Linked DNA regions of Gossypium arboreum: region 1 is linked to region 2. The links are chromatin contacts, called in public Hi-C maps. All regions are on one chromosome and are shown on one strand. The core of a region is the stretch at or near the end of the contact, and the rest is flanking DNA. Distances in the headings are between cores, read along the strand shown. Region 1 holds the start of LOC108489710 (LEC14B homolog). Region 2 holds the start of LOC108489613 (nucleoside hydrolase 3-like).

What was found. Hi-C and Micro-C count contacts between places; a contact is called where the count stands out from the background.
Region 1: a Hi-C map of leaf shows a contact between it and region 2, with 4 times the contacts expected there. The contact joins the promoter of LOC108489710 here to the promoter of LOC108489613 in region 2. A contact is called at or near these places in 3 of 5 Hi-C or Micro-C datasets (all in leaf).

What each region holds. Positions count from the first base shown.
Region 1 is chr10:100,720,407-100,723,402 of ASM2569848v2, reverse strand. LOC108489710 (LEC14B homolog) reads left to right here and starts at 1,277. Exons shown (of 10, transcript XM_017794415.2): 1 at 1,277-1,381; 2 at 1,951-2,445; 3 at 2,599-2,718; 4 at 2,838-2,915. The coding sequence starts at 2,065. LOC108488552 (sugar transporter ERD6-like 16) reads left to right here. Exons shown (of 18, transcript XM_017792833.2): 17 at 143-257; 18 at 352-809. The coding sequence ends at 473.
Region 2 is chr10:100,583,560-100,586,507 of ASM2569848v2, reverse strand. It overlaps LOC108489613 (nucleoside hydrolase 3-like), which reads left to right and starts at 1,441. Exons shown (of 12, transcript XM_017794276.2): 1 at 1,441-1,966; 2 at 2,073-2,252; 3 at 2,388-2,498; 4 at 2,579-2,914. The coding sequence starts at 1,784.

The DNA of each region.
Region 1 (2,996 bases), core at 28-2,527, 140 kb before region 2:
TATAAAATATACAATTTAATTCTGGCCCCTCTCTAAAAAAAATTTCTGACTCCACCATTGTAATTCTTTAAATTTAAAAATTAATAACCTAAATTCGAAATAACCCAAATTCTAAATGAATCCAATTTGTTTGGAGAGACAGATTTTCCCAATAAATGTAAAAGGAGTAGCAGGCAGCTTGGTGGTGCTAGTGAACTGGTTAGGTGCTTGGGCAGTTTCTTACACATTCAACTTCATGATGACCTGGAGTTCCTATGGTAAATCAATCTATTCCCCTTTCAATTTGGGCACAAAATAAATGGAAAAAATATTCTTGGATTACATAATAATGATGTAAATGATATTTTTCAGGCACATTTTATATCTACTCGGGAGTCTCTATAATAACAATCCTATTCGTAGTGAAGTTTGTCCCAGAAACTAAAGGGAAAACATTGGAAGAAATCCAGGCGTGCATCAATTCACATAGATAGATGACACAACAAATCATCATCTGCATTACTTCTTCAAAACATGCCACAAAAATACTCGGGGGAAGATGTCGGATCTTTAGTTCCATGCCCACAACTTCCCCTAATATTTGACGCCACCTAACGCAACGAAACCTGTAGTGACGTTGACGCCATGAAATTTTAACTTTTCATTTCTTTTTTTGCCTTATTTATTATATATATATATATATATATATATATATATATATGTATGTATTGTTTCATGTCAGGTTAATTAGATCCCACTTTGCTTATATATAATATTCATTTGTTGAATTCCAATTTTGAGCAGTAATATAAAGTGGAAATTTTATTCAATTTCAGGATTTCTTTTAGAAATTTATTTACGATTTTTAAAAAATATATTAGATAGTAAAATATACCAAATAATTATAATATATATTCTTATTTTTAAAATTATGTTAGAATTTTGTTTACTCAACTTTAGTTTGACGGGATGATAAGAAAAAAATCAAATAGATGAGTTTATTCAAATTATCAAATAATTTATTCAGATTTAAATTATTTAAAGTTTAAAATAGATAAAATAAAGTTTGATTATCAAATAATTTCATTACTCAAAGACTAAAACCATTTGAAACATTTTCAATTATGCTAAAACTTTGTAGTAATGAAATTGAAAATTAATTATTTGGAATAATATATTTATTTTGAGAATTAATTATCATTTTAACAAAGCGGCCGAGTTTTCAAACGCAACATCAAGCGCGTGTTCTCACAACACATGATCATTATCTAGCACGTGTCCTTCATCTCACTGTATTATCACATATATCTCCAGAAAATAGACAAAGCGAGTATAAAATAAGAGTTCAATCAATCAAATTTCTTTTAGGATCGGCTCTCACATTTGGCTAATCGAATTGGAGGTTTGACACGATTTTTTTTTTGTCTCTTCAATTTTTCTTTCTAAATTTTATTCTAGTTTGGTTGATGAAAAAATGAAGTAAATATTGAGGAACCCAAAAGATTTCACTGTTTTATTTGGATATATTTTTTTTCTATCTTCTAGTTTTTAGTGTGTCATTTGATTGGACTGATTCAATTCACTTCGTTTTCTATATTTGATCCAAAAAAAAAAAAGAAGAAGAAAAATATGTGTTTATTTCCTCTTGTGCATATGGAATTTGAATTGTTGTACTATGATTGTAAATGGTGATGATTTCAAAGTTTGACTCTTATCACTTTCTCTTGTTTTTCTCAACAATTGGAAAAATGATTCTCTTTTAGCAATTTCACTTGAATTGGAGCTTTCTCCAAAGTTTCATCTCATGAGACTTACTAGTATTAATTTCACTTGAGAAATACTTTGAATATCTAAAACTGCATTTTGATTAGCCCTATGTGACTTTTAATTCTGATAGTTTAAATGTTAATGGAGCAAATTACATCTTAGATTTTAATTGTTTGTGTTGTTGAAGAGTGTCACTGTTTGCAGGGTTGACAAAGGACATAACTGAGTTGCAGATTTTACAGTGATATGAAAGGCTTTGATTTTGCTGTTTTAGGTGAAAATTATATATCTGGTGAAATCTAGGTAGTTTGTTACATAATGAGTAGGTTTCGGAAGAATGTTGATGCTTGTAATGATGGGAATGCCCCTAAAGGATATTGTGCAAATCAAGATTATAGTGAGGATTCTGATTATCTTGTTCATGATATTGCTCAACACACAAACCTTAGGTCAGGACCCCATGAACTTCTCTCCCGAGGTGTTCTGGGAAAGCGGAAATTACCTGTTTCCCCGGTCAAAATGTTGGTCGGGCGAGAGGGTAATTTTACAGGTAGAGGGAGATTTTCATCAGCTGATGGTTGCCATGTTTTAAGTCGGTATTTGCCTGTCAATGGTCCCAGGTGCTTGGACCGGCTTCAAAGTCGAGCATATGTGTCACAGTTTTCAGCTGATGGTTCTCTTTTTGTTGCTGGATTCCAGGTATTGTTTCATTCCTTGGGCTATAGGTGAAATACAGAAATACTGATCACTTGTGTATTTGTTGGCTCACTGATTGTATAGCTTTACTTAGCTGAAGTTTTTATGATCTTATTCTTTGGTCTTTGACTGATTTTACACTTTTTGACGAGGCAGAAAAGTCAAATTAGGATATATGATGTGGAAAGGGGCTGGAAAGTTCAGAAGAACATCCTGGCAAAAAGCTTGAAATGGACAATTACTGATACCTCTCTTTCACCGGATCAGCATTTTCTTGTAAGTGTGTTATTGCCTGTTAGCTTAATCTTTTTAGTTACTGACATTCTTTGGTTATATTGCCCCACTTCCCTCTTTCTTTTGTTTCATCCCATTTAACTTAATTGCTTATATTGCAGGTGTATTCTAGTTTATCCCCTGTTGTTCACATTGTGAATGTCAGATCTGCTGCCTCAGAGTCGATTGCAAATATTACGGTATCTTCTACAAGTGTTTCTAATTTAAAGAATCTATACGTTATTAGCATATCGACTAGTTTAAGTGTTATTGCAAACATA
Region 2 (2,948 bases), core at 192-2,691:
GCTCGGATCCATAGTCCCGAAACCACCGTTCCAAATAGGATCTAAATCGAGTTGTTACACTTCCCCTTTATTTTTCTCTCTTCCCGTATTCTTCACTCCAAAAATATAACATTGTGTCTAAAGGTTAAGGGTTAAAATTTTATTATTCTTGCCATCTTCAAAGAATTTTTCAATTTTAGGGTGTTGAGATATATACCTTTTTTTTTCTTTTTCTTTTTTGCAGTTGAATGAATCATATTAAAATTTAAGAGCTTTTAAATTGAATTGGCATATTAGATCCCCATGTTTTGCTGCTAAAGAAAATTTAGAATAAAACTAATAACTACACAGAACAAAAATTCTTAAGCTAAATCAAAACTTAATCTTGAATAGTAATAGAAAACTGAAAGATGAAAGAAGAGAAATAAGTAAGTAGGCAAGAACATGAAGCTAGATTGAATGCTAAGAGTAAAAAACCATAAAATCTACACTGAGAAAGCTAGGCAACAAACTAAAAAGTCACTAACTTTGGTAAGATCAAATTAAGATCTTACATAACAAAATATGAGAAACCCAGATGCTAATTTGATGCATAAAGATGAAATAACACAAGATTCAAATGAGAAAAATAATGAAAATTTACAAAAACAAAACAAAACAAAACAAAATGATGTTTTGTTAAAGAGTTGTAAGCAATATCCTTGCATGCCCAGCTAAGGAAAATCCTACAGAATTTTTTAAGAAACTGAAAGAAAAAATGAGGAATTATGAAGTGAGACAGATATGAACTGAAACATTCAAAGAAAAAGGACAAAGGAATAAAGAAAGAAGAGGAAGAGGGCGAAAAAAAGAAGAAAAAATCAAAGAGCTTTATTAATTTCTTTTTTTACTTTGGATTGAATAAAAATGATTTTGTAGTAATGAATTGACATTTGTTTAAAATTTTGATTTTAACATTTAACCTTTAGACACAATATTTTCTAGAAAAGAGAAAAATAGAGAGGAAGAAGAAAATAAAGAAAAAAATTAAATTATTCCAAAAAAATATAGTGATTAGTTGTATAATTTGATCTAAAATTTTAGTCTGATACGATGAAATAACAATCCACATCAGATTGTCGTTACACTATTAGCAACTATTAATAACTCAGTGACAATTTCGTAACAAAACGATAACCTAAGTGATTAAAATATATCATTTCAAACATAAGTGACCAAAATGTAACTTAAGACAAACAAAAGTGACTATTTTGATAGTTTATCCTATTTATATTTTACTATATCTCTTTGTATAATAGTTGTCAACCCCTAGCCTTAGCCTTATTTATAGATTCTAAAAATTCAAATATTTTCTTATATAAATACGTAAAGGATAATTTTAATTAAATTAATTCGTGATTACATCTTACACTAATTCAATTAAAATAAATAAATAATAGTAGAAATAATTTTAAAAAAATTATTGAAGGAGAAAAATTATTCAATTTTAAAATTAACAAAAATTAAAAAGGATTTGTTATTCCAATAATTCAAGTTATTCTTATTCAGGTTGAATGGAAAAAATAGTATTTGATTAACTTATCAAATTTGATTTTTGTTTCCATTTTCCAATGGAATCTCATCTGTCTCACTTCTTTCACGTGTTTCTAGTTGCGGAATCTTTGTCTATCACCGAGGCGAAGACCCCCTTTTCTCATCTCAAAACAAGTTTTAGAAACTGCTAAGAACAACATATTTGTTTGCCTTGATTCCTGGGTCTGAAACGATGCTGGTGTAGCCTCTGTTTTCAGTTCAATCAAAAGCCATGATGTGGCGGCACACAAAATCTTGGGTTGCTCTACTTCTGATTATTCAAGTTTTAGGAGCAATCTTTTACGGTGTTGAGGCCAAGCCTTTTCGAATTCTTTTGGATACAGATGTCGATACCGATGACTTCTTTGCTCTCTTCTATCTCTTGAAGCTTAATCCATCAGAATTTCATTTGGAGGTGAATTCTTTTCTGCTATATGTTGAACTAGGGCGAAAATTTAAGAGATGAAATATGCTTGGGTGCAATATGTAGACATATCATTGATAATAATTTTAATATGCAGGCAATCACAATCAACGCAAATATATGGTCTGATGCCGGGCATACTGTGAATCATATATATGACATGCTGTACATGATGAACCGTGACGACATAGCTGTCGGAGTTGGCGGCGAAGGTGGGATCCTTGACGATGGCACCATATTGCCAAATGTTGGTGGATATCTTCCTATAATTGAACAGGTTAAATCTCTCTTTTCAATCGAATCACTAGAGTTACATTTACCAACACTAGTGCACTATGTTACATGAACTCGGAAATGAGCATCAAATACGAGTTATCTGTTGTTTATGCTTAACTTCTGCTACATTTAGCAGGGGATGACAACAACTGGGTATTGTAGATATAGGCAAGCAGTTCCAGTAGGTCGAGGAGGACGATTAGATACGGACACTAACTTTGGTCTTCGAAAAGCCTTTCTTCCACAGGTAATTGTTCAATAAACATCCCAATTGGAGCTGAATTGGTGAATTGGCTAACTTTTTTATGGTTTCTTTCATGAAATCAGGGCACCAGGAAATATTCACCTCTTCAACAGCCTACTGCTCAACAAGTGATGATTGAAGCGATATCTGCAGGTCCAATTACGGTGTTCCTTATTGGAGCTCACACAAATTTTGCACTTTTTCTAATGAATAATCCACAACTTAAGAAGAATGTTGAGCATATATATGTGATGGGTGGTGGAGTGAGGTCCGAAAATCCAAACGGCTGCTGTCCCAGAAATGCTAGCTCATCTTGCCAGCCAGGGCAGTGTGGTTATCCTGGTAATCTGTTCACTGATTACAACAGTAATCCTTATGCTGAGTTCAATATCTTTGGTGATCCTTTTGCTACTTATCAGGTAACTCAAGAAATATTCATTAATAACATTAACT